Linked DNA regions of Mus musculus: all the other regions are linked to region 4. Evidence: chromatin contacts called from public Hi-C and HiChIP or PLAC-seq data. All regions are on one chromosome and are shown on one strand. Each heading gives the region's core, a stretch centred on a gene start, on an enhancer-like site or on the middle of the called end of the contact. The rest is flanking DNA. Distances are from core to core; before and after follow the strand shown.

What was found. Hi-C and Micro-C count contacts between places; a contact is called where the count stands out from the background. HiChIP or PLAC-seq counts read pairs in DNA pulled down with a chosen protein or histone mark.
Region 1: a contact with region 4 is called in an H3K4me3 HiChIP or PLAC-seq map of embryonic forebrain, with 5 times the contacts expected there. The contact joins the promoter of Gp5 here to the enhancer-like site in region 4. A contact is called at or near these places in 6 of 39 promoter capture datasets (the 3T3-L1 cell line, cranial neural crest, liver and 2 more), 1 of 484 Hi-C or Micro-C datasets (nephron progenitors), 7 of 115 datasets of contacts at active chromatin or transcription factors (bone marrow-derived macrophages, embryonic basal ganglia, embryonic forebrain and 4 more) and 2 of 9 other capture datasets (liver and macrophages).
Region 2: a contact with region 4 is called in an H3K27ac HiChIP or PLAC-seq map of embryonic stem cells, with 3 times the contacts expected there. The contact joins the promoter of Lrrc15 here to the enhancer-like site in region 4. A contact is called at or near these places in 4 of 39 promoter capture datasets (the C10 cell line, cranial neural crest, embryonic stem cells and 1 more), 2 of 484 Hi-C or Micro-C datasets (bone marrow-derived macrophages and embryonic stem cells) and 8 of 115 datasets of contacts at active chromatin or transcription factors (embryonic basal ganglia, embryonic stem cells, forebrain and 3 more).
Region 3: a Hi-C map of uterus shows a contact between it and region 4, with 2.9 times the contacts expected there. The contact joins two enhancer-like sites. A contact is called at or near these places in 1 of 15 datasets of contacts at CTCF or cohesin (large pre-B cells), 2 of 484 Hi-C or Micro-C datasets (bone marrow-derived macrophages and uterus) and 10 of 115 datasets of contacts at active chromatin or transcription factors (bone marrow-derived macrophages, embryonic basal ganglia, embryonic midbrain and 3 more).

The regions. Positions count from the first base shown.
Region 1 is chr16:30,307,551-30,312,367 of GRCm38.p6, forward strand. Gp5 (glycoprotein 5 (platelet)) reads right to left here and starts at 3,231. Exons shown (of 2, transcript NM_008148.4): 1 at 3,205-3,231; 2 at 135-2,306. The coding sequence starts at 2,304. The coding sequence ends at 601.
Region 2 is chr16:30,281,455-30,286,031 of GRCm38.p6, forward strand. It overlaps Lrrc15 (leucine rich repeat containing 15), which reads right to left and starts at 1,800. Exons shown (of 2, transcript NM_028973.2): 1 at 1,714-1,800.
Region 3 is chr16:30,234,227-30,239,380 of GRCm38.p6, forward strand. No RefSeq gene overlaps it. Among named protein-coding and RNA genes, the nearest start is that of Gm33330, 16 kb to the right of the region's middle. Within about 2 kb of position 2,310, at least 118 of the 459 cell types and tissues checked have an H3K27ac peak or open chromatin away from gene starts, as enhancers often do. A contact at or near this core is called in uterus, where this site is marked.
Region 4 is chr16:29,681,122-29,685,875 of GRCm38.p6, forward strand. No RefSeq gene overlaps it. Among named protein-coding and RNA genes, the nearest start is that of Opa1, 100 kb to the left of the region's middle. Within about 2 kb of position 2,085, at least 67 of the 459 cell types and tissues checked have an H3K27ac peak or open chromatin away from gene starts, as enhancers often do. A contact at or near this core is called in embryonic basal ganglia, embryonic forebrain, embryonic stem cells and 3 more, where this site is marked.

The sequences.
Region 1 (4,817 bases), core at 1,981-4,480, 630 kb after region 4:
TGTCCTAGCTCAGTCTAGCACAGAGGTGGCTGGCCCCGAAATTCGTCTCTGTATCAGAGACCACTGCCTTTCCCAACAGCCCCAGAGCAGAACCGACTCAAAATGAGACAACAAAGAGGAACGGACACGAATTCTCCTTTCAGGTAAAGGGACAAGAACACTCCACCTTTATTTTGGGAAGAGCCTTCATCTCTTGGACCTAGGGTTCGTTTTAAGCCGGTGTTCCTTCAGCAAATGTTACTCAACCCTTGCTGGGTCCCGGAGAGGTCTTGCCCACTGGCAGGATGTGTCCTCAAATTCAGAAACCAAGAAAGGGCTCCTCTCTCCACTAGGCACCCAGCGCTGCACAGTTGGACCTGATGAGCCAAGTCCCGTCGAACCCCCACCCTCAGCCCCCTTGAAACTAACAGCAGAGGAGGTAACCCAGGCCAGGCTAGAAAGCAGTAGCGATTTACAAAAGCTACTTCTGAAGAGAGGGGAGAAGAAGAGACACTAAGAGCACGGGAGAGGAGAAAAGGCCTGGGAAATAGTGTAATGGCACGCCAGCATCCTGACTGCATTCTCCTTGGGGCCCCGTCCACAATGCTCTGGTCAGTTTCATTAGTTACACGATTTTCCCATTGCCTCTAACAAGAGCTTCTCTCTGATTAATGTTCGAAACAGCTGGCCGATTTTAATCATGGCAAACACGATGAACGCGGCTATGATGGCCTGGGCTACTAGAAGCAGAATATAAAGACCCCAGTAGAGCCTGTTATTGGGACTTTCACCCCTGGCCACCAGCTGGGCCCACGTCTGGGACTGCCAGCTGTTAGGCAGCCAGGACGGAACCGGGGCTTCCAGAGCATTTTCGGTTGGAGGGTCGAGAGGCAGGCTGCGAGGATCCGGGCACCACGGGTCACCCTGCAGCAGCTCCCAGAACGACAGGCTGGCGCGTGGCTCCGGGCCACGGCACTGCGGGGGCTCGTCTCGGCCCAGGATGTCCGGGTGATGCCGCAGCCACTGGAGGAAGGGCCACAGGCCACAGTCGCAGAGCCAGGGGTTGTGACCCAGCAGGACCTGGGTCAGCTGGGGCAGAGCCGCGAACACGTCTCCTGGCAGCGTCTCCAGCTGGTTGTGCTCTAGCTGCACGCTCTCGAGGCTGCTGAGGTTGCGGAAGAGCGTGCGGGGCAGGGCCCGCAGCCGGTTGTGGCGCAGCGACACCTGGCGCAGGTGCCCGAGGCCGCGCAGCGCGTCGTCCCGCAGCTCCGCCAGGGCGTTGGTGTGCAGCGCGAGCACGCGCAGCTCCCGTAGGCCCTGGAACACGCCGCGCGGGAGCGCGCTCAGGCGCGGGTTCCGCGTCAGCCCCAGCGTCTGCAAGCCGCTCAGGTTGCGGAAGGCAGCGGCGGGCAGCGTGCTCAGGTGGGTGCCGTTCAGCCACAGCTCCCGCAGGCCGGCCATCTCCCCGAACAACACGTCCGGGAGCTCCTCCAGGGGGTTCTCGAACAGAGTCAGCCGAGACACGCTGCTCACGTGAAGGAAGAGCGCGGGCGGCAGAGACTCCAGGAGGTTTCCGGATAGAGTCAAGGAGCTCAGGTTTCCGAGGCGGTCGAAGGCACCCGGGGCTACGGAGCGGAGGTGATTCCGCTCCAGCCGCAGCTCAGTCAGGGCGCCCAGGTTGCTCAGCAGCCCCGAATCCACAGACGTGAGCTGGTTTGAATAGAGCAGCAGTTTCTCAAGCTTAACTTGAGCCCCAAGCAGTCCCTTGGGCAGGTGGGTCAGGTTGTTTCGCGATAAATCCAACAACTTCAGTTCTCTCAGGCTCGAGAAAAGGTTAGCAGGAAGAAAAGAGAGCTGATTCTGGTTCAAACCGAGCTCCTGAAGGTTACGCAGTTGCTGAAACAGGTTTTGATCAAGGTCCCTTAGTGCATTGTGGTCCAAGAACAGCTGTTCCAAGAGTACCATCTTATCCAGGATCGCACGTGGAAGACGAGAGATTTTGTTGCGCGTCAACCTGAGGGTTTTCAGTTTTACCAGGTCATTGAAGGTGCCGGGGTCGATGGCGGAAATGTGGCTATCTGAGAGCATCAGGCGCTGAAGGACTGTCATGCCGCTGAAGCTGTGGTTCCGCAATATGCCCTGGTCCATTCGGAAGAGCAGGATGTGTGTGAGGTTCGTAGGCAGACCTAGCTCAGCGATGTGAGCCACGCTGCCGCCCGAGCACTGCGCGGCATCGCGGACCACACACTTGCAGGTTTTGGGGCAGGGAAAAGGTTGGGCACGCAAGAGTGCGAGCACCGCGGACAGCAGGGCGCTTCTTAGCATGTCTGAAATGCAAGAGCAAAAACAAGGCTCAGAGCATATCCTGGAGCCCTGCACGCACTGCTGCAAGCACAGTTTTTGGGCCAGCACTCTCACGGCCTTGGAACGCTCAGATACAACCAAGTCTTCCTCTATCTTACAAAGGCTGATTAAAAAAAAATTACTTTTCTATTCAGCATATGTGGGTATTGGAGAGTAGATCAGTCTTACAGGTTCCCATTTTTATCCAGTCAGCCATCTCCCCGGTTCTGTTTAGAGCATTGACATTTGGGCATTTTCAAGCTACAGAATACCTTAAAATCGTTACAGAACGAATTAAAATTGCTACGGTCTTTTTCAGAGAATAGAAAGCAACGCCTCCTGGGACTGGCTGTGTCACTGACTTTAACAAGTTAAGCAGGGAGCTTTATCCCCAACAGTCAGCAAGAGAACCGCAGCAAGGCCCACTTCCACTAGATTCAATTTCTTACATATTTTCAAAGTACCAACACCCCACAACTCATTACACCGTTTTGTAACTCCCGGCCCGGAGCCCAGTGGTGCAGGTGATAATGCCCATTGCTTTATGCCATGCTTTTCTGAACTTTGCACTGTTACAGTAACACGAGTGCAGTAGGCTGGTCGCTCCAGTGTACATGAGGTTAATTTAAGTGTCACATAAGTAGCATTTGAAGATGTTTTTCTGACTCACACATTTAAATAATGAGCTACTGTTTGCTTATACACCAAGCTGCTTAATAAAACTACTCTGGGCATTGAGTTACCCAGGAAGCACACAGTAATACTAGTTTACTCTGTTTCCCAAGTAAAAATTTGTACTGTTTCTTGTACCAGGTCTCCTTCTGCCCCTATACAGACTGAGCCTCTAACTGCATACACTAATTTAAGAATATTTGGCCTTACCTGAAGCAGTTCTGCACCCTGGACTGACTGAAAGGCTTGCAGCTCTGCTTGTGACTTGGCACTTCAGAGAGGAAGAGGGAAGTATTCTTGCATCCTCAAGATAAAGACCTTACCAGATAAAAAGTCAAGAAAAAGACTATCTCCATAGGGCATATTCTAGGTTTTAATGACAAGAGCTTTCAAACTTTCAGAGTCCATAGTTAAAAGTCCTTTTGTAAAAGCTAGAGAGTAGAGGGCCTAAGTTTTCCCAGAAATAGCAGGCTGTCATTACATGGGCCACACTTTTGGTTTTTTTCCATGCTACATTGCACTAACTCATTCCTGTGCAGGAGTATGTGGGTGCATGTGGCAGTGCCTCACTTGTGGGTGTCAGAAAACTTTAGGCAATTGGTTCTCACCTTCCTCCACGTAGGTTCCCAAGGACTCACACCATGTCTTGGGAGGTATCTTTACCTGATGAGCCATCTCTTTTGCTCAACATTTTATTTCTTAAATAAGGCCAATGAATTCTCAAATGCCCGCCCCCAATGGTTGGTCTAGCCATTGTCAAACATGTTCAGTAATAGCATTGCTCAAGGGTTCGTGTTCAGTTTAACTTAATGTCAAACTGCCTACCACCGTGGTTGTATTGCCACAGTGCCACACTGTGTGTAAGAACTCCTGGTCTTCACGTCTCTGACCTGGACTTCAATCCTGGTCATTCAGATTGTTTCCATGATGCCTATTCCTTAGGCTTAGGCTCAGCCCAAAGAGCAAAATGGCATACCAATCTACCAACCTATGGTCTCAATATGCTTTATAACGTTGCATTTCTGTATAATGACAAACTTGATGTCTTTCTTTACAGTGAAGGGCCACCTGTTCTTCAGCTTCTGAGAAACTCGAGTTCCCCTTTTATGTCTATTTTTCTCTCAACAACTTGGCTATGTATATGTAGCTCATGCTAGCTTCAAATTTACAATCTTCTGGCCTTAGTGTCCTAGAGTTTGGGAATCACAAAGAATGCATCACAATGTCCAGCTGTGCTCATTTTTCCTATATGTAACTATAACATAGACATTCTTTATAAGTGCTATTATCTATTGGTTGTCAAGTCACAGATTATCAAGTAGATCCCTCCAAGGGGGAATACCCACCAATTCCTTTAAATGCTCTCACGCTGTTTCCCTTAGCATTCAGATCCAGGGGTACAGATCTCTTTGTATGTACCTAAGAGGCAGAGTTACGTTAAATATGCTTCTATCACTATTTTCCACTTTTCACCCACTTTAAGAACAAGATCCAGAGCCTGGGGAGATAGCTAGATAAGCAAAATGCTTGCCTTGTAAGCATGAAGACTCATTCAATCCCTGGAACTTCACAAGGGGAGCTAAGCACAGTAGGCAGAGGGATCCCTGGACCTTACTTCAAAAAGTCTGGCTGGCTCTGGTTTTCACCAAGCAGCAACCCCAGAGTCCCCAACTGCCATTCTGCTTGCAGTGTGCACCAGCCAGCCAGCTCTTCCCCCAACCAGTCCATCAAACTAAATAGCCAAGCTGCCTTCCTCTCAACCAGCCTCCCAGGCAAAAACAACGAAACCCCATCTACAGTGAAACTGTTTCTGAGAGAGCTAG
Region 2 (4,577 bases), core at 550-3,049, 600 kb after region 4:
CTGGGCAGTGCGTCTCCCATCTCTCTCTCTCATCTCTGCACATCTGGATCTACTTCCACTTCAGGCTTCACATCCTCCATTGACAGAGCTAATCTGGGTAGTGTCCCCAAGCCCCGGGAGGAACCTTCCTATACTTGCTGTGGGGTCTTCTCAGAGCTCTTCCTGGCCACGACCCTCTCAACATGCCTTCCCTGTCACAGTTGTTGCTGAGCCCAGCAGCTGACTCATGACCACAGGCAAATTGAACTGTCTGGTCCTGAATCTACTCCAGATGTTCAGGCGATGCAGAAAAAGAGACCTGCTTAAGGAATTTCCAAGTCACAGAGCAGGGACACCCACACATCCGAGAGCTGCCTGCAATGGGTAGTGCCAGCTAGAAATCCCTGGCAGGCAATGCTCAGCACCTTGAGTTCTTGTGTTATCTCAGCAGTCACGGTCTGCCCTAGGGTAGTGCATTTGGCCCTAAAGGTAGAGCCGCTCAGGTTGGAGGGTCCCGAAGGCTCTCCTTTTCCACAGCTCACTCCTCTTCATTTTGGGCAGAGACACAGATAAGGGGTGAGATTAAAACCCACCCAGTTTGTGCGTGGTAGTATATGCCTTTAATCCTAGCACTTGGGAAGTAGGGTAAGAGGATCTCTGTGAGTTTGGGGCCAGCCTGGTCTACATAGTGGGACCCTGTCTTAAAACCAAACAAAACAAACTCACCTAGTCAGCTGTGGTTATAGCTAAGTAGTAGACTGCTTGTTTAGCATGCTTGAGATCCTGAGTTTGATCCTCAGCACCAAAATACATACAAATAAACATACATACATACATACATACATACATACATACATACATACATACCGACACCTGATTTTTTTTCTTGGTTTTTCGAGACAGGGTTTCTCTGTATAGCCCTGGCTGTCCTGGAACTCACTTTGTAGACCAGGCTGGCCTTGAACTCAGAAATCTGCCTGCCTCTGCCTCCTAAATGCTGGGATTAAAGGCGTGCGCCACCACGACCAGCGAGACACCTGATTCTTATCACAAACCTACCTCCAGCATCTCCCTCCCAAAGGCATCAGCCCTGGACCCTGTGACACATCTAGATGATCAGAATGGGATCATCTAAGCTACACACAGAGTTAGAACCTGGACACTTAAAACTTCAACTGGGTTCCAAATTGGCACTCCTGACTAGAGACTGCATATCCGCCTGAGTCCAGCAGTATAAATGTAACACTGTAAATCTACCACAAGTAGAGGGCCGATTTCTCCCAGGCAGAAACCTTGTGAGTTCACCATCCTGGACAGATCTATATGCAGAGTCCCCTTTAAGTGGCTACCTCTGTAGGCTCAATGGAAATGATACAGGTTCCAACAGCCAGAACCTTAGAGAAACTCCTGCCCTTGTGGATCTGGTCTCCCGGAGTAGGTAAACCGGGTGCTTCAGTTAACTTTCAACCAATTTCCTGCAGGTCAAAAGCTCTCCCCGCTGCACTCCAGGCTCACTTCACAGACCATAAAGTCAAGGAAAGCGAAACAGGGCATCAAGATTCACAGCTAGACACTAGGACCGGCTCACCCAGCTCCTGCGCGGGCTGGACCAGTCCAGGTCCTCAGAGCATCCCAGGCACGCGCCAGCCCTGCTCCTTGTAGAGTCTCGGGATCCTATCGTCAACCGGGATGTGGGGCGCGGCCGGGATGGGGGGTGGGCGGGCACCCACTTACCAGCAGCTCCACGAGGCTGCCGGGTCAATAAGAAGGAGGCGGCGAGGAGAGGAGGCGGAGGACCGGACCGGCTCAAGACTGCAGCATGAGTGAGGGCCTTCTGGGTCCTCCCTGTCATTTAAACAGCCCCTCGTGAGTCACCGCACGGGGCAGTGTCGGCCTGCGGGGCGGGGCAACCTCTGGGAGCATCATCAGGGAATTGTGTTCAAGTTGAAGGGGCGTTCATCGACTGCACTTGAAAATAAGTTTCTTCTTTGCCTCTCCTTCCCCATCTCCTTCGGACTCGCTGTGTCCAGTGTGACACTGGAAAGGGGTTTTCTGCCACCGCAGTAGGACTGAGTAACTGGGACCCAGCTCTTGCCTTAGGCACCAGTTCAGGTTGTGATTGAAGTCGGGCTTTCTGTGACCTTTTAGTCCACTCTCTGCTTCCTTCTCCATCCCCCTTCCTTTTCTCCCCCAGCCCCGAATTCTAAAATTTGTATATAGAAATAACTCCAATTTTAGAGAAAATATGCAAGAACATTATAAGGCACACTCGAATGTGTCATCCAATTCAGCCACTGCTAATATTTTGGAAAAGGCATTTAAGTTCTTAGGAAAAATATAGTTCCCTCCACCATATCTCTTTTAAAAGTAGCATTTCATGTCCCTCCGAGGTTATCTTCTGTACCTATGCTGCTGCTCCTGGGTGCGTGCAGGATATGTTCCTGGGCTGTGAAGGTGGTGACTGAGAACGAGGGCTTGTCTGCCTTTCACCTCTGTACCACAGCATGCCCTGATTCCCTACCTTCCCACGGTCCCTACCCCAGTAGGAAACCAGGAGACCATGCTGGTTCTATTCAAAGTGTCCCAGAGAGAGCCGGAGGAAGAGGGTAGAGGAGTCACGGCTGGGGAGGGGGCCGTCAGACCTCTGCTTAACAAAGCATTTAAAGGTTGTAGCTGCCTTGGCTCCGTTTACCTTCTCCGCCTAGTGGCCAGAACAATGCCTGCACCCACCGGGCAGCTCCTGGAATGCGAGAGCCTTAATTAATGTTTGCAGGGCGCTTTGAGATCTGCGATGAAAGGAGAGACATAAAAGTGCAGTGTTATTACTGAGACAGTCACTTGGTGGCTTACCGTGGTCAAGCCCTGCTGCCTGAATCATGCCTTGCCGGTGTCACCATGAATCACAGCCAGAAACAAAAGTGCTCTGGCTATTAACCGAGGAGAGCGCTGCCGCCACACCCCAGTCCCAGCTCCCCCACCTTAGCATCCTATCCCACTACGATTCCACAGAAGAGCATCTTCCTTCTTGCTGTCAACCTTTGGAGCCTCCGCATCTTTTGTTTGTTTGTTTTTTGTTTTTGTTTTTGTTTTTGTTTTTTTGAGACAGGGTTTCTCTGTGTAGCCCTGGCTGTCCTGACCAGGCTGGCTTCAAACTCAGAAATCCACCTACCTCTGCCTTCCAAGTGCTGGGATTAAAGGCGTGTGCCACCACTGCCGGCGGCGTGGTCTCCTGGTTTCCTACTGGGGTAGGGACCGTGGGAAGGTAGGAATCAGGCATGCTCAGGTTGTGGTACAGAGGTGAAAGGTAGACAAGCCCTCGTTCTCAGCCTCTACATTTTGAACCCAGGGCCATCAACTTCCCACCCATGGACCTCCAAAAATAAGACTATTTCCCTTGTCCTGTATTCTTCCTTCATTTCCTACACACAGTTACTGCGCTAGGCTGTCGTTACTGTGCTGGGAAGTCAACACTGGGAACATTTAAGGATGGCCATTCACAGAGCACAGCTGTAAGATGGGTGTCCTGAAGGACCTGTACCACAGTTCCGTATTGCTTTCTCTACATCTTACCTTTCCATCATGTCACAGCGATGGTCAGAGCTAGGTGACACCTTCTGTGGAGTTTCCCAGTGTTTTGCAGGATAAGACGGCATCATAGACACAAGCGGTGAAAGCCAAAAGTATCCCTAGACATTGCCAAATGTCCCCTTCTGTTGGGAAGGGTGGAAGCGAGCTATTGGTCTATCAGTAGTTCTCCATACTGCAAATGAAGAAATTATCTCCAATGCAAGGCCCAAGCCAGTGCTGATTCCCCAAGGCCACACACAAAGGGGCAGAGCCAGAATCCAAATCTGTGGGTTCTTTGAGACTAAGAGCCCAGACAGTCATGATTGCAGTGAGTAAAAACTCCTCTATTTTGACAGGCTGTGCTGGGGGACAGGGGACTGTGAACAGATTGGGGGGTGTTATAAAGAACACAACAGTCCTTGGGCGTAAGGGGAGAAGCATTTGCAGGCATGGTGAATCAGGAAAACCATGAAGGCAGAGCAAGGAAGGGCACTCGGCTGAATGTGTGTCTGAATCCCAGCATTGTAAAGGAGCTGAGGAAGCCTGAGACGCCTCCCTGAGAGCCTGTGACCTGGCAGGCAGCAGGGGACCACCAGACACATCAGAAGATGCACAATCGATCGGAGCTATCTGGAGGGTGGTGGGCTGGGGAGAGGGGGCCAAGTTCCTGGGTCTCATGATACTATGTAACCAGGACCTGCACGGGGACCACCCTGGGTGTCCTATAGATCCTATTACACTAGCGCTTTTTCAAGGATGAGAATGCACCACCATGCCCAGTCAGCCCCCACAGGGAGACCTATTACTGCTGAAAGCAAAAGCCTGAGTCACCACCCTAAGGCGCTGTAGCCTCAGGGCCCACTTTCTATCTACCCTGTAGGGAGAACCAGAAGGATCAGGTTTGCTGAAGAGCTGGAGGGCAGTCTGGCCCCTCCCCCCAGCCCATGTGGTTCTACTTTGGTTAAGAAGGTCACAGGGGGGGCTGGTGAGATGGCTCAGTGGGTAGGAAAGCTAGCTGCGCAGGCCTGCAA
Region 3 (5,154 bases), core at 1,060-3,559, 550 kb after region 4:
TGGTCCAGGAAGTGTGGTGAGCTTTGGGACTAGCCAGACGAAACCTGCGCACTCAGAGCCGGTTCCTCCTCCCTCAGCAGCTGCAGGCAAAGACCCGCAGGCGTGGCTGAGGACGACCACTTAGATTTGAGGCTTCCTGTCAGACTTGCATGCCGCAGGCTAAGCATTCTTCCCCCCAAATCCCAGAGAGTAGGTCCCATGGACTCTTGTCACCTCTACCTGTAGGGACTTAGAATGTGGGAAATGTGATTGAAAAGAACCATGACTTTCTGGTGGGGTTTCTGGTATAGATGAATAAGATTACAGGGTTTCCTTTCTCTGGGAAAGAAGAGGAGGAGGAGGAGGAGGAGGAGGAGGAGGAGGAGGAGGAGGAGGAGGAGGAGGAGGAGGAGGAGGAGGAGGAGGAGAGAAACAACAACAACAACTTGGGAGCAGAAAGACACAACTGAAAATGTCCATGCAAAGTCTCAACAAGACATGGCAACACAAACAAAAAGGGAAGGAGCAGGGTCCAAGCATCCATCCATCCATCCATATGGAAGAACAATAGTGAAGACAACCTGGTTCACCGTCCAGTGCCTGCATCCAAGCTCCAGCTGTGCTGCTAATTGTCCCATGACCTTGAGCTAGCCCCTCTCCTGCTCTTCTCTCAGTTACCAGCATACCTCCCCCACACACACACTCTCACAGAGCTCCGTCCACCCGAGCTATTCTTTTAGAGCTCTGGTTTCCACCTAGGCTTTGGCCAGACATATGGCCAAGCCAGCAGGAGGGGGGGGGGAACGGACGGGGACGGACACTTGTCCCAACTGGTGGCTGCCCAAATTTTCCTGTCTATCCTCTAGCCCCACCTGAGAGCCCCATTCAGGGCCCCATTAGAGGGAGCAGGACTCGTTCTGACACAGCATATCTATACTTCCCCCATCAAGTCCCCCAGCCCTCCCCCTTATGTCTGATGAGTGATTCCCCTCTGAACCCGTAGGCCTGTTTTCTGCCCACAGCCCAGGCCCAGTCTCTGACACCCTGGGCTCTGTGATGATATTGCTCATTTGGATTCTAGGAGGGACGGCTGCTCTTCAAATTAAACTAGTTCCCTCTGGACCCCTGCCACCACTGCCTCGCTGCTAGGAAGTGTCCACTGGCCCTAGGGAGAGCTTTGAACAATTCTGTAGAAACGTGGAACCTGCCAGGAATCAGCTATGTGGCTCGAGGGGGTCCCTTCTAACCTCTTTGGCCTCAGTTTCCCCTGGACTGGAGTGGCTCCTGCCAACTGCCTGGGAATAAGGACCTGAATCTAGGTAGGTAGCAGAGGCTTCAAAGAAGGAAACCAAGCCCTGGAAATGAGAGCTGGGGTCAGGAAAGAAGCACACAGTCTCTCCAATTGCCCTTCCTCTTCTGTCCCCTCAGAAGTAGGCTCTGAAGAAGCTGGCAGGGCAAGGCAGCCATCAGACCAGGGATGGGCAAGCTTCTTTTACTCACATGGCTTGTCTCCAGATGAGGCCTCGCACCAGGGAAGGCAGAATATCAAACAGATGGGAAAGTGGGTGGGATGAAATATGAAGTGGATTATTTATGATAAAGGTCACTGCCTGTGGGGAAAGCCCCCCTGGGCGGGGGTGATGTATCCAGCTAGCTAAGAAGCTAAACAAGGGACTCTCCTTTCCAGAATAAAGCCTCATCCTTAAAAATAGAACACCCCCCCCCACACACACACACACACAGAGCCATTAAAACTCAGAAGCAACTCTCTGCTCCCTACCCCCATAGACGTCGAAAGTCCCTTACAAACGGCCCTGCTTTATGTGTCACAAAGTCAGAGGCAAACCCTGTGTATGAAAACGTTTATTATGAAGACCCACAGAGCTCAACTAAGGGCAGAAAGAAGAGAGAAAGAAACCATGAGAGAGAATGACAGGAGCTGGATTCTGGAGCTGATCAGCAGGTCCCTTGGCTTGGGGAACTTGCCGGGATCCTCGGAAAGAGACAAGGAACCCAGTGAGGTGACGTTGGGACAGGCAGAGAGTGTCAGGGAGCAGCCGCAGGGGTGAACCCGAGTCCCGAAGGAGGCAGAGAACAAAGTGGAGTAAAGGAACCTGTGCCGAGTGGTTGCAGGCGTTCCCCCAACACCAGCACATCTAACGTCAGGCGCGACTAGGCAGCCGCCAGCATTAATTAGGTACAGATGCAGGCACAGGGCAAGCCTCGGCCAGGAGCCGCTCCCGGAGGCGCGCCCCCCAGGCGCAGCCGCCACCTCCGCAGCCCGGACCAGCAGCCGCCCGGAGCGCGGAGTTTTCCCCGTGGCGCCACAGCGCCCCCTCATGGTAGTCTCAGGCAGAGCGGCTTCAGAGAACGGCAGACTCTCAGCCTGGAAGCCAGTACCTTCAGTACATCTCATACTCATTCGGAGTGTTTAAAAATCCTGATGCCTCCACGTTGGCATCCCGTGTTTATTAAATTTGAATATGAGAGCTTGACTTAGGCACCAGGGCTTCAAAAACTCTCTGCAGGAATTTCCAGTCCTTAGTCAAGTTCAGAATCAGCTGTCCTAAAGCGGTAGTTTTGAACTTGATGGGTATTGAAACAACCTCGGAGACAGCGTAAGGACAGATTGCTGGTCGATACCCCAGAGTTTCTGATCCCATGGATCTGTGGTTGGGTCTTGTGAGTCAGCTTTTCATTTCCCAGGGTATAAACAGGACTGGCAGGGATTGAGCACTGACTGGGAGATCGCTAGAAATTCAGGCTTAAAGGCCACCTTCCACCGGCTTAATCACAATCTGTTTGGCACACACGAACGAATCCTCTGATATCAAGGCTGAGAAGTGTTATTTTAAGCACTCTTTGGTCAGATTTCACACAGCAGATTTCTCACCCTCCCCAAGAGTGCTGAATCAGAGGGCAGGATAGGATGTCCCACATCCAATTATCTTGCATCCCGGATGGGAGAAACTGAGACCCAGAGGATGAAAGGATGCCCCAGAACCTGGGTTCCGGGGTGACCTATCATCCCCTGTGGGCTTTGATCTGTCTCCTCCACAAGTCAGGCAGCCAACTGTCAAGAGATACTACTGCCTGGTCTCTGCTCTGTGTCATAGGAGGGGCCGAAGAAGCAAGCAGAGAAAGAGGAAAATGGCAGCAGAGGTTGGGAGGACCTGTCAGCTTCTGACCCTCAGTGCTGAGACTCTCGGCAATCACCTGCTCGTAATTATCTGTCTGAATTCTCAGGAGCGGATTAGAAGCCTATATTATGAACTGACGAAAAGTCTGTAGCACTGTCCCCAACGTGGGTCTAGAAGCAGCACATGGTGGTCTCCATCTTCTTTGTTGATGTCGTCCAGTTATTTGGCAAAGCACTGAGTGGCCGGTGAGGTTGTTCAGGCCTAGGGACAATACTGACTGCAAATAGAAATTTGAGGAGTGCATGATGAGAACTTTTGGTGGCCATTATTTGTTTATGTTTCTATTTTAATTGTTTTACTTATACACTTTTCATCCTGCTCACTGCCTCCTTCCCGGGCACTTCCTCCCATAATCCCCTTCCCTTTCTCCTCTGAGTTGGTAGGGTGCCCTAGGTATCCACCAACCTGGCACATCAAGTCTCTGTGAAGCTAGGTGCATCCTCTCCCACCCAGAAAAGACAGGGTGGTCATTATTCTTGTGGGTATACAGAGACATGTAATAGTCCTGTTTTGACCATAGTTTAGAGTCCATGTAAGAAGCTAAATAAACACATAAATACATGAGAAATAACATCACATGTCTGGAGAGTTCAGTGTTCACAAAGGAACAGGTATGGTTGAGGGGAAGGCGTTTATTGTAGATGTGAGGGAGAGAACAGCAAGAGGCATCTGGGAGAGTCCAGAGCAGGGAGAGAATATGGTGCACTGAACATAGCCAGCAGACAATGGCCATGGGAGGAGTGGGGGATGGGGAAGAGAAGAGAGGCAGGCAAAGGAGACTGAGAGAGAGAAGACCAAGAGTGGAGCAGGCAAAGAGAGCACCAAGAAAGCATGGTCAAAATGGTGGAGGCTGTACAGGAATGGGAAGCTAGGGAACGGGGTGGAGAGCTTTAGGGTAGGGGACGGGGTGAGAAGAACAGAGAGGAGCCCCAGGTACTGAGGGAGACTTGCACTCATCTCTACATGCTTTGTTCTCTTGGTTGCTCTCTGTCTCTGCTTCTCCCTCTTCCTCCCCCCACCCCCTCCCGCACCCTCACTCCTCTCATGGCCCAGATCTGTGGTTAAAGTATTCCTCATGGTCTGTGCCCACTTAACTATTTTGGATGACCATATTTAACATTCTCTATTCATTTCCATTTTCTCCAAAAAAAGCTCTGAGCAAATAATTATTTTTTTAAGAATTTATTTTATGTGTGAGTGTGCATGGTGTGTGTGTGTGTGTGTGTGTGTGTGTGTGTGTGTGTGTGTACTTTCCCCACACTGTGTAGGTGCATCACATGCATGCTAGGTACTTGCAGAAGGCATCAGATCCGCTGGAACTGGAGTTACAGGCAGCTAGTTTGGAGCCATCACACAGGTGCCAGAAATGGAACCCAGGTCTTCTGCAAGAGCCGCAAGTGCTCTTAACTGCTAAGTCATCTCTCCAGCTCCCAAATGATCGATTTTCCTGTTAAGTCAAAACAGAGTGGGTATTTGCTTTCTTGGGGGCCTTGCTCTTTTGTATTCCCAGCTACACTGCCCTGTTATCTGCCTTACAAAAAGCAAAACCACTGAGTTGAACATTAACCAAAATGACTGAGAATGGGGCAAAATGCACAGTCCTGGCCTAGGCGACCAAAACCCCCTAACCCGAGTTGACTGTTCAAACAGGAAGAAATCCTGTGGCAGGCCACGTCTCCAAGGGACTCGGGGTCAGCCAATTCCAAGAAATACTTTTCATTGCAGTTAATAAATATTTACTGAATTCTGTGTAGGGATAGCCACACAGGACTAGCCACACCAGGGCACGAGGAGGGCTCAGGCAAGGGAATCTCTAGTTACATGCAAGAAGGGCTCTGAGGAAGCAGAAATGAGGGTCTTATGTCATCAACAGACAATCTAGAAAAGGAGGAGAAGGTTGGGGAACAGGGGACAGCATGAACAAAGGGACAGATGACAATGCAGAGCGTTTTGTAAATTACCAATGTGGTGACAG
Region 4 (4,754 bases), core at 835-3,334:
TCTGACTCACAAGTGAGCTCTCCTGGGCTGTGGGTTGAGTTCTGCAAGTATCCGTAAGTGCGACAGGCTAGAGGGAAACGAGTTTCTCAACCGTACAAAGATGAGAGAGGGGTCTGAGTTGTTTTCAGGTTTTGAAGGCAGTAATTGCAGGCTCCGTGCCTTCAATAAATAACATCAAGTTGTATTGAGGCTGCGTGGGATGAGAGGAGAGTCTGTGCGGTTGGGCTTGTGTGAAGCCACTGAGGTCCCACCCCTGACCCACGGCAACCCGTTGGTCCAAGGTCTGCCACAGCATGATATGGAAAAAAAAAAAAAAGGAGCTAGCACGGGCCACACCACCAGGGTCTCACACAGCATACATCTTGGGGTTCTTACTGGACCCACAGTAGCTGACAGATGTCAAAGCAGAGTCACGGGGTCCCAGAGCTGCCTATTTTCCAGGGATGGGGACAGCTAGGAGCCACAAACTTCATTCTGTGATAATACACCTAGTATTATCAAAGAGATAGAGGTCCAGGCCGCCTCAGCCTTAAAAATGTGTATTTTACATCCCTCCCACCATCTCCATGCAAGGAACCATTCCAGTATCATATACTCATAAGAATGCAACAGAAGGCTTAGCACCCTGCTTCTTTCTCCAAAACATCAAAGGCTCCATCTACTCACGCAGATGGTCACTGATGTCTGCCTTGACTTTCCCATCCAAACTGACTGCACACGCTTCCTCTAGCACAGCTGTCCATTTCACACACCAGTGTGCTCAGTTCTCTTTTAGAACTCTTCTTCCCACAGAACTGTGCCCCAGCCATGACACCAGAAAGACCGTAGTTTTGTATATATGTGAATTGTGAATATGTGTCATACGTGTGTGTGTGTGTTCACGTACATTATCTTGCTATGTGAATTGTCAAATTAGTTCCCACGTTTTGGCAGGAATGCCTTAGGAAGTGACACTTCCCAGAATTATATGTACATATGTTTTTTTTTTTTAATTTTTTGGATAGGCTCTTACTATGTAGTTTGCGCTAGTCTAGAACTTACCATGCGGACCTAGAACTCACAGATCTGTCGCTGCCTCCCAGAGTAAGGCATCTCAGACACCACTCTGGAGGGATACTTGCTCCCTTAGGGCAGTGTTTCTCAGCCTATGGATGGAGACCCCTTTGGGAGTCCCCTTTCACGGAGGGGGGGGTGCCTAAGACCATTGGAAAACACAAATATTTATATTACAATCCGAAATAGTAGCAAATTTACAGCTATAAAGTAGCAACGAAAATACGTTTTTGATTGGGGTTACCACAACATGAACAACTGTGTTAAAGGGATGACGCTTTAGGAAAGCGGACACCCACAGACCTAGGGTGGTGGGCAGGTAAACAGAATCGGCAAAACACCACACGAGAGAATGCAGCAAAACGTGATGGAGACCGGGAGATAGGGGCTGAAAATTACCGAAAGCAGCGGGTCTAGGCAGGTTACTCTCAGAGACATGGAGATAGAGAAATATGGTGGAGGCAGTAGGAGTGGACAAGGTCTCCAGGAAGAGAGTTGTTGATGAGTGGCAGGGGTCAAGGGACAAAGGAAGGCAAGCTCTCCGCAGGTGGCCCAGGAAACAAGGAGAACAGGGAAAGGGAAAGGGAGACACGCCCCCCAGCCTAGGGCTCCACCCCTCCTCTGGTTCTGACGTCACTAAGGCCTGCTCCACATGAGGCTTCAGATTTAAGATGTTCACCTGTTCCTGAGCTTGCAATTTTATTAAGAGGGAATTTGAAAATTCAGGATTTCTTCGATGGAAAATATGGGGTTTTTAAGACTCTGCACGATTTCTATTGGGTGGAAGAGGAAGTCCCAGCTTTTGCTACAAACCAACCTAGCGCTGGCGATGAACTCATTGTAACCCCAGAAAAAGAAGCAAGCGAAGCTGGCATGTCAGTGTCCTCTGCATTCTTTATGGCCAGACAGGTTTTCCATGGCTGGAGCCCACGACGCTTCCTGCCAGGCTCCCCCGCTGCTGGGAACCACTCAGACCTGGAAGGAGTCTGTGTAGTTAGGTGCTGCCGGAAGGAGCTGTGGAGACAGCGTGACCCTCAACTCTGCTATGGAGAGCCAAGTCCCTCTGCATGCCGCTGAGACTCTCCTTATGGGGCAATCACAGCCCTCACAATGCCCAGGAAGGAGCTATTGAGATTTAATTGTGCAAACCACGTGGCTGGTGGGAAGGACTGGGGAGGGGGCTCAAGGGGCTTCTTTCTCCTTGCTTTCATTTCTTTTTTTCTCCCTCTCTTTCTTTTTTTTACTCTTTCCCCCCTGACTGATAGAATAAAAAGAAGCGATGTGCCTGTCTGTTTCGGCTTGGGGACTTTCTTAGGGTTCTCTGTGTAGCATTATTTGAAAAAAACAAAACCCCCAAACAAAACACAGTTGTATGAACACAAAAGTCTAACTCCACGGTTGAAATCTCCTTTTCCATTCCCAGAGACAGTTTCCCAAATGAACCCCAGCTTGTCCCTGCAGACAATGGAGTCCCCTGGGAGCTGCACGTGATCAGACGAGTGAGTGAGAGGCCCGCAGGTCAGTGGCTGGGTCTCTGTGACCTCTCCTCTCTCTGAATGGGGGAGGCTGGCTTTCTGTTTTGAGGCGGTGTCTCCTGTGATCAGCTGCGATGCCAAATGCTCGCTGCTCAGGACAGGGGCATGATGGTGCTCCCAAAGCCAGGCATCGTTTTTTTCTGTGTATCCGTTCTTCTCTGTATGCCCGTGAGAGGCCTCCCTGGTACCCAGTACAAACACGGGAGGGGTGGGGATGGGGGGAGAGGAGTGAGAAAAAGAGGGTAGACACGTTTGCTGAACAAACACGAACAGGCGTGTGCTCGTGTGTGTGTGTGTGTGTGTGTGTGTGTGTGTGTGTGTGTGTGTGCTCCTGTATTTTTAGATCCATCTCTAAAATAATACAATCTCTCAGCTCAGAAAACAGAGCCTGGCTCTAGGATGTGGAACTGAGGTTCGTTGCTCCCTAGGATCTCTGAGGTACTCCACAATTACAGGGACATTTTGGGAGCACTTGCCCAGCAGTAAATGAACCAGGGGACCAATTCATAAGTATGGGGAAGGGGTTGGCAGTACCCACCAAAGGTCTTTCTTGATTCTGTGGCAAGTCACCCTCTCAAGTCAAATCTCTTATCTGTCCCCCTGGTGCTGCTGCTCAAGGTTGTAGTTGGGCTGACAGGCTACCAAGGAACAGAGAACAAACCGGAAGTACAAGTCCTTTGTTCTAGAGCTATTGAGAGGAGCAAAGCTTGGACCAAAACAGGTTTGGAAGGATAGACTGGGAAGTGCTGCCACCAGAGCTGCACTGGGAAGTGCTTGCTGCCCCTTGCCTGCTTGGCAGGTTCCCAGGGGCAACAAAAGCCATGCTAACGTGTAAGGATTCTGAAAGAATGGTACCAAATGGTACCCCCGACTCAAATTGTATGTAAACGAAAAGAGAGTTTTATTCTGCAGAAGTCCAGCATGCTGAGATCTCTCTTTACCAAGACAGAGAAACACCCAGAGGGAATTCCAGGGTAGGTGACATCTGTGTTAATCTGTTGGGTCTATCTTTAAGGACATTCCATTACTGGAATGTGGGAGCTAGAAACTTGCTGGGGAGGTCTGGAAACTGTTGCTGAGGAAGTAGCTGAGGAAGTCTGGAAACTGCCGCTGACCCATTGGCCTTGCCTCAGGCCAGGTGGCAGGGCAGCTTCTGAGGCCAGGACTTGTTTGGAATTGCCCAGTTCTTGGAAACAGAGATTTAGGCCTAGTTCTCTTTAACTACCAATTTGAAGCCTGTCATGGAGTCAGCCTAGCCTTCTCACTATCAGATGACATTCGCCTTCTCCTAACATTAATAAAGTGGGTGCAGAATGTTAGCTCAACCCTCCCTCATGTTAGTGGTTGCTGACAAAAAAATCCAAGTTCCCCAGTGGCTGAAGACTTGGTCTAGCCCAACCCCTGCAAGATGATAAGACGCACTATATCAGCCTCCTGGGATGGCCTAAAGGCTTGGTTGGCTCTTATGGGTTTAGGAGGACTTTTAAATGACAGATTTGAGAATCCCCATCAATTGTGGATCTTGAATTTCATTCCAAAATGAGCTTAGTGTGTTTCCTTTGATGATCTCTGATACCTGAACTTATGTAAGAATGAATTAGCAGTCAGCAGAGACTCAGGCATCAGGATCTGCCTCGCATAAGCCCTCCCCCATTCCCACCAGCCCACCTAGCTGCCTTAAATGCCACCATGAGAGGGGCAATGCCTCTGGCCCCCTTGGAAGCTAATGAGCCCAAGATTGAAGCCAGTATCTGTGGCTGTCACTAGACACCTGGAACTGAGCAGGACAATCCATATTTAAGGCCATTCTGAAGCCTGAAAATGTTTACTTTGTACATATTGGATAGCCTTCAGTTTAGTACATACCTTACAGGCGTCCCATGTACTCCTTAGTTGCTGCACAGAGAAGTGCCACCTAATAATCAGTGTCATCTAACATCAGTATACTGCTTATAGTGTCAAGAATAGGCAGGGACACTAATAATTCACATTTCTTAGTACCTTTCAAATACTCTACACAGTTTGTCTCTATGGCATTGAGGAAGTCTACAAAGTAGGTATCATTGTTCCCATTATTACGGAGAGAAAGAGAGAAGGTCTGATTCTGACCTCAGGAAGGAGGCTCTGGATGCTTTCCACCAAAAACCACCCAAGGGGCTCATTGGT